2 separate regions of the Ovis aries genome follow, and region 1 is linked to region 2. Evidence: chromatin contacts called from public Hi-C data. All regions are on one chromosome and are shown on one strand. The core of a region is the stretch at or near the end of the contact, and the rest is flanking DNA. Distances in the headings are between cores, read along the strand shown.

Region 1 (3,600 bases), core at 137-2,636, 68 kb before region 2:
TTTTGTTATGGTCATTTTCAAGTTCAAAAAAGTGAGGCTTAGTTTAAATCATTTGCCCAGGGTGCAAGGTTGATGCCCAGGGTGATGGTAGAGCCAAGATTTGACAGATTTATTAGTGTTAAGCATATTTCTCATTTCAGAGTTGTAACTCTGCTTTTTATAATAAAAATTTTTTTGATTGTCTTAGTCTTAATATTTTGTCCTTGCTGCTGCTGCTGCTAAGTCACTTCAGTCGTGTCCGACTCTGTGCGACCCCAGAGATGGCAGCCCACCAGGCTCCCCCGTCCCTGGGATTCTCCAGGCAAGAACACTGGAGTGGGTTGCCATTTCCTTCTCCAGTGCAGGAAAGTGAAAAGTGAAAGTGAAGTCGCTCAGTTGTGTCCAACCCTCAGCGACCCCATGGACTGCACCCTTCCAGGCGACTCCATCCATGGGATTTTCCAGGCAAGAGTACTGGAGTGGGGTGCCATTGCCTTCTCCATTTTGTCCTTACACAGAAGAAATTTCTAAAACAAGAAGTCTGAATCAAGAAAATCCAAATTATATTGATAGGCCAGAAGATATGAGTTGAACAACAATTCTTACCAAATTGTGCTTAAAACAATCCCAGCAAGTAGTCCCTCAAATTTGCTATTTGGGAGTAAATTTACTATTTGGGAGTTGGGGAAGTCAAGTCTAAATTCAGAGGTAAGGGGACTGGAAAAGCAACAATGACCAAATATTCCTTTGGGAATACAAATAATCTTGCAAAATAATTCTAAATATCACTTTAAATTTTTTATTTTCAGACTTCATAACTGCAATTTCTGGCACATTATTCAGCATAAAGTGTTTTTAATAAGCATTAACTGGATCAAACACTTGACTCAACTAAGGAATTCAGAGATTACAGTCTGTTCATTTCTAGGACTCCATCTCCCCTCAAAGGATTAACTGGATATACTACTACATTTGCTTTTGAGACGCATGTTAATCCGTACGCACATACACACACACAACATGGTGGATTACGCACATGCATTTACTTCTACTACCACCCGTAGTCCCATCAAAGTGGCAGAAAAAGTCTTTAAAGAGAATGAGATAAAAACAGGAATAGGAAACGAGAAACAGTATCATCATCAGAACGGAAGTTTTGAGAAATCTGTGAAAGACAGAAAGCAGATGGATGGACTGAGAGAAAGTATATGGCAAACTGCAGGCCAGGACACGGGAAATGAACATGTTTCCCTAAGGAGGCCCTGGAAGGGAGCTCACACTCAGCAAGCTATACAATGATGAGCTGTGGGGCAATGATAAGTGGCCTCATCAGAGAACTAGACTGAGTGCCTAGGGACAGCTAGGCCCCTTTCCTTGACCTGCGCAAACAAAGCTTGGCAGCTGAGACTTTTGCCCTCGGGCCAAAAGCCAGACACACTGCCCTTTAGGAAGCAAGCTGTCAGCTCAGGTCAGGATTTTTCTGGATATCTACAATAAACTCAGAGTTTGTTGTACTTAGTGCATGTGAATGGAGAAGGAAATGGCAACCCACTCCAGTATTCTTGCCTGGAGAATCTCAGGGACAGAGGAGCCTGGTGGGCTGTCGTCTATGAGGTCGCACAGAGTTGGACACGATTGACTCGACTTAGCAACAGCAGCAGCAGGAGCAGCAGCAGTGCGTGTGCAAGTGTGTTAGTCGGTCAGTCGTGTCCAACACTTTGCAACACCATGGACTATAGCCCATAGGCTCCTCTGTCCATGGAATTGTCCAGGCACGAATATTGGAGTGGATAGCCAAAATCACTCTTAAAATGCATCTCCACCCATTCCAGCTGAAAACTTCTGTTTCCCCCCACCCCTTCAATTCTGGCCCCCACCTCCCCCACCCCCTCCACTGCCCCCACCTCCCCACCCCCTCCACTGCCCCCACCCCCACTTGCTTGTTTGGTTTTTTTGCCCACAGGAAACCCTACCGAAAAGTCTTCCTATCCACAAACCCCACCTACTAATATAAAAGCTATCAGTCATTCTATTCAAGAGCTTCTTAGGAAAACAAATCTAAACAATTGAGGAGGAGGAAACCCACACAAGCTACCTCTACTAAATTAAGGTGTTTGTTTAGTTCTTAATTTATTCATACAAATGCACAACAGGAAACATCAAACTTGTGAGGAAAAAAACAATGCAAAAGGGAAAGACAGAAAATAAATTAGATAACTGAGGTTGGAGGAAAAGGTAACTCAAGCAGTTAAAGAGAATTAAAAAAAAAAAATACACACAAACCAATCACATTCTTTATTAATCAATTAAGAAAGGTAATATTTCAAACAATTCCAATAAGAGCAATAACAATGTTAATTATATCATCTGTGAAATTTATAACCTATTGCATTCTTAAGACAATTACAGTTTGTGATAAAAAGTAATAATCAGAGAACTTGAAAGAGTTCATAGAAACTAAAAATGAAAATTTCAATGGAATTGCTAAATAATATAGATACAATAGAAGATCAAGTTGGTTACCTGGAAGATAAAGGAAATAAAAAGACAGAGATATGAGAAAAAAAAATGAACACATATGGAAGTTAGTGTTAGTAAAGCTAATATTTATGATATGTGATTCAAAAATGTATAGGAACTATGGAGAAAAAGAAATAATCAAGAAGATAATGAAATAAATTTCCTTACACTAAGAGTTTTTAGACTGACAAAGTCCACATATTACTGAGCAGGAAAAACAAACAAGAGCACATATATAGACACCCTGGTGAAATTTTAGAACTTCAAGAACAGAAAAGTGTTAGTCGCTCAGCTGTCTGACTCTTTGGGAAACTTTGGACTGTAGCCTGCCAGGTTCCTCTGTCCATGGGATTCTCCAGGCAAGAATGCTGGAGTGGGTTGCCATTGCCTTCTCCAGAGGACCCAGGGATTGAACCTGGGTCTCCCACATCGCAGGCAGACTCTTTACCATCTGAGCTACCAGGAAAATTTTAGAATTCTAAGAACAGAAAGAAACCCTAAAAGCTTCCCAAAAGGGAAGAAATGAAAAGGAATGACTATCAAACTGTCATCCAACTTCTTTTCAGCAATACTAGTAACAGAAGACAATTAATAAGACAAATATATGTTGAGTGTATACTGTGTGCTAGACACTATTTTAGATCCTTGGGATATATCAGTGAACCAAACAGACCAAAATCCTGCTCCAGTGAATCTTGCATTCTATTGGCAAAAGTATTCAAAATGCTGAGGAGGAGAAAATGAATTTTAGTATTCTAAACCTGGCAAAACTATCAGTAAAATGTGAGGGCTAAAAAATATATATATATATTTTTTTTATTTACTTATTTATTGTGGTGAAGGAAAGTACAGCACTTATCGTAGGGAGCCAAGCAAGGCGATTGGGCAACATGTATTCAAAAGACTAGAACTCCCAAGTGGCTTTCAGGCAAGTATTCTTAACAATGCTTTTTAAAAAAATACAATTTAATTTCTTTATTTTCAGTTGTGCTGAGTCTTCATTGCTTCGTGGCCTTTTCTCTAATTGCAGAGACTGGGTTCAGTTCAGTTGCTCAGTTTTGCCCAACTCTGTGACCCCATGGACTGCAGCATGCCAGGCTT
Region 2 (3,647 bases), core at 1,069-3,568:
CATACTGCATGATTAGTTTCACAACTTGTAGCGGTATTTTTTTTTTTTTTTACCACTTAATGCTATATATTTTAAGTTTTTACCTAAAATGCTACCAAATATTTATAGCTATCTTCAAGACATTTAATTTCCACAATATTTATTTTTGCATCTTGTAAATTGTGACATACAGTTTATGAATAAAACTTTTGCTCTATTACAGATTATTTCATTCAGCAAGAATCCCAGATATGAGATTATGGGTTACAAGGGTATGAACATTTTTATAGGTTGAATCACAGTGCCAAATTTTTCTAAACAGGTTGTTTCTGTTTACACTCCACTCACAATGTCTCTCAGCACCTTTTTAATCTCACCAGCACTGAATATTATCCTTCATTTAAATAGTTACTAACATGATAGCTGACTGAAGTGTTACAGTTTCTCCTCTGTTTGCTGTTGAAGAGTATAGGATAAAATCAAGGCTTTGGAATCAAATGATACTGGGTTGGTCAGATTGCACAACTTCCTAGCTGTGTTACAGTAAGCAAATTACTTAACTCCTTTGAGGCTCTATTTACGGGTTTTTAAAAACGTCAATAACATTTACCTCAAACTCAGGGTTGTTATAATTATTTTAAAAAGCCAGTCTTACAAAGCATTTCATACCAGTGCCTGTCATGTGACACATGATAATGAATGCTTCATTTTCTGTCACAAAAGTATGTTTGATTAGTGTACTATCTAGGAATTTACACAATAGTTTGACTATCTTTATGCATGCAGCTTGTTGTAGAAGTCTGAAAAATCACCGGGATAATTGTTCCACCCCAGGGAGAAGGTCAGGGAGTAATCCTATAGTTAAAGAAAAGCACACACCTGGTTCCCATCTTCGAGGACTCTGCACTCTAAAGGCCTTAGAATTAACTTGAGACTTTTAATTGTTCCAAGTGGTCTCAAAGGGCAATGGTGGAAACACGCTTAAGAGTAAATTTAATGAAAGTGATCAGAGGAGAGTTTCCGGAAAAAGCCATAGTCTCAGGGAAGACAAACAGAAAAGCAAGAAGGATACCGATTATTTGCTCTAAAAAAGTTGAGTACACTGGGTGAGGTTGTATTTGAATGGGTTTCCCTGGTGGCTCAGACCCTTAAGAATCTGCCTGCAATGCAGGAGACCTTGGTTCCATCCTGAGATCAGGAATATCCCCTGGAGAAGGGAATTGTTACCCTCCAGTATTCTTGCCTGGAAAATTCCATGGACAGAGGAGCCCGGCGGGCTACAGTCCATGGGGTCGCAAAGAGTTGGACACGACTGAGCAAATTTTTCATTTTCAAACTTTGTTAATAAAAAGTAAACTATATAAAGCAGGTCAAACTAGGCTACTCTGATTTTGTGCACTTGCTATTTCCATACGTAGAGCAAGTTTTGCTCTTTGAATCCCAGAAAATACAAGAGGAATGGGAGTAGATGACAGAACAATGACCGTAAGTCTGTCTAGCCCCGACCACTACTAAAACGAGTGGGCTAGTCAGACCATGATCAAATGCCTAACTTCACAAAGTCAAAGATAATTTAGGTTTGGCTGCTCTTTGCGGTGTCCCACTTCCATCAATTTTCTTTTACTGACTTCTTCCTTGCCCGGATAAAAATTTGCACTCTCGATTGGGATTTTGGTGGGGCCTAAAAATTGTCCCTGAAAAAGTAAGTTTACTGGTTGGGTAAACACTGCCAAAATAAAGTTCTTCATTGTCTATATAAATCCCTCTAAGGCAGGCCTTTTTTTCTCTCCCGATCCAGGGTTTTCAAGCTTTCAAGAGCCAAGTAACGCGCTCCACTCGGTCGTTGATTCCCTGGGAAAGAATGCCTTGTTGGGGGCGATGGAAACGCCCTCTGAATTTTCTGGCACCAGCGGGAGTTTCAAGTTTCCACCGGTCGCGGGGAGGCGGCAGGCCCACTCCCAGCTCTGGGTTTGGGCGGTTCCGCTTCCCGGGCCATCGGGCTTCACTCTAGCCCAGTCCCCCTCACGGAAGGAGCGGCCCACCCCCGCGCTCGGCCCCGTTCCCTAGGGACTCCGGAGCCGCGCCCGGGTCCTCGCGCGTCCCCGCCCCGGACGGAGACCCTCCCTGCCCGCGGGCGACGCCCGGGCCGGCGAGTGGCCGCGAGCCCGAGGGGCTGGGCGGGGCCGGGCCGGGGCGGGGCGCGGGCGGCGGGGTGGCGGCCGCCGCAGCGGCGTTGGCGCTCGGGCCGCGGCGCGAGGCCGGCCGGCCGGCAGGGGGAGGCGGGGGGCGCGGGGCGCGGGGCAGCCCCGCCTCTCCCCCGAGGAGCCGCCGGGCAGCCATATTGCGGAGCTGTCTGCGGTGGCGGCGGTACCTCTACTCTCCGGCGTCCCGGCGCTCGCTCCACCGCCGCCTCTCTCTCTCTCTCTCTCTCTCTCTCTCTCCCCTTGCCGCAGCCGCGACGCCCGCCGCCGCCGCGCAGCGCCCGGCCACTCTCGCGGCGGGAAGCAGCCGCCCGCTCCTGAGGTAAGCCGCCGGCGCGCTCCCTTCCCCCACGGCCGCTCCCGGGCTCCGCCGGAGCCGCTGAGGTGGCGGCGAGAAGTCGCGGCGCCCGGTGCTGCCCGCTGGCCTCGCCGCCAGGGCCGCGGCGCCGCTTGTCCTAACGGTCCGGCAGGCCAGGCCGCTCCTGCGGTCGCGGACGCCGCGAGGCTTGGCCGGCGTCTCGGCCGCGGCCTGAACACGCCGCGGCGAGCTGCTGCCCCCCGGGCGCGGGTCCGCCCTCCGCGTCGGCCCCGGGCTCGGTCGGGCTCCCGCCGCTCGGGCGCCGCCCCGGGCTCGGCCTGGCTCGTCCCTTCTAGGCAGTCTTGAGAATGCAGATTTAAGCGTAGAAAAAAATGACATAATTATTATCATTTTTTGCTGTGGTAGGAAAGGAATTTATTACCATTTCTCCCTGGTCTCCGATTTGAAAGCAAAGGTGTTGAATTACTAGAGAGCGTGAGTTCCGCCGTGGCGGCAAAGGGAGGTTGCGTGACGGGGCTCGGGGCGCGAGCGGCCCCCGCACCCGCGCGGCGGCCCTGGCGGCTCCGGCCCCGGCCCTACCTGCTGCTGCTGAAGTTGCGGGCGCCCCCCGAGCCCCGTAACTTTCTCGGATTTTGGATCTTAGACCGCAGTAGACAAGTTGAGTACATTACAGCCCCCTCTTCCTTTAAAGGGTTGTAAACGTAATTCTCAGGCTAACTTTGAAAGGGGCGGGGGTGGGGTGGGGTGGAACACTATATTATTTTAGTTTAAATAGAGCGCATCACATCCTATACAGATGTAGCATGGTTCTTTATTCACACCATGTATTGAGCGTTTTTTTCTTTTTTTAAAATACCATTAAGGACTGGTTATTAACGAGGCTGGAAATGTGTTGAAAGTCAGCTTCATCAACGATATGTTTTAAAATCTATCTACTTGAGATTTTTGTCGAAATGTTAATGAGTTCTGTGGCAATAGACAAGCATGATGTAAATGTAAATACCTAAGATAGTAAGCATTTGTTTGATAAACGAGCGCTCGAAAATAGGCATTGCAATCTATTGTTTACTGAGCATACATTTTTTTTAGAGCACTAAATACTCTTTTATATTTCGGATGGAGCTCTGAATGAACAATTGCCCCGTTCA

The links. Hi-C and Micro-C count contacts between places; a contact is called where the count stands out from the background.
Region 1: a Hi-C map of liver shows a contact between it and region 2, with 4 times the contacts expected there. The contact joins the enhancer-like site here to the promoter of RDX in region 2. A contact is called at or near these places in 2 of 16 Hi-C or Micro-C datasets (liver and tail adipose tissue).

What each region holds. Positions count from the first base shown.
Region 1 is chr15:20,100,472-20,104,071 of ARS-UI_Ramb_v3.0, reverse strand. No RefSeq gene overlaps it. Among named protein-coding and RNA genes, the nearest start is that of FDX1, 30 kb to the left of the region's middle. Within about 2 kb of position 1,386, at least 1 of the 54 cell types and tissues checked has an H3K27ac peak or open chromatin away from gene starts, as enhancers often do. A contact at or near this core is called in liver, where this site is marked.
Region 2 is chr15:20,033,705-20,037,351 of ARS-UI_Ramb_v3.0, reverse strand. It overlaps RDX (radixin), which reads left to right and starts at 2,318. Exons shown (of 15, transcript XM_015100904.3): 1 at 2,318-2,502.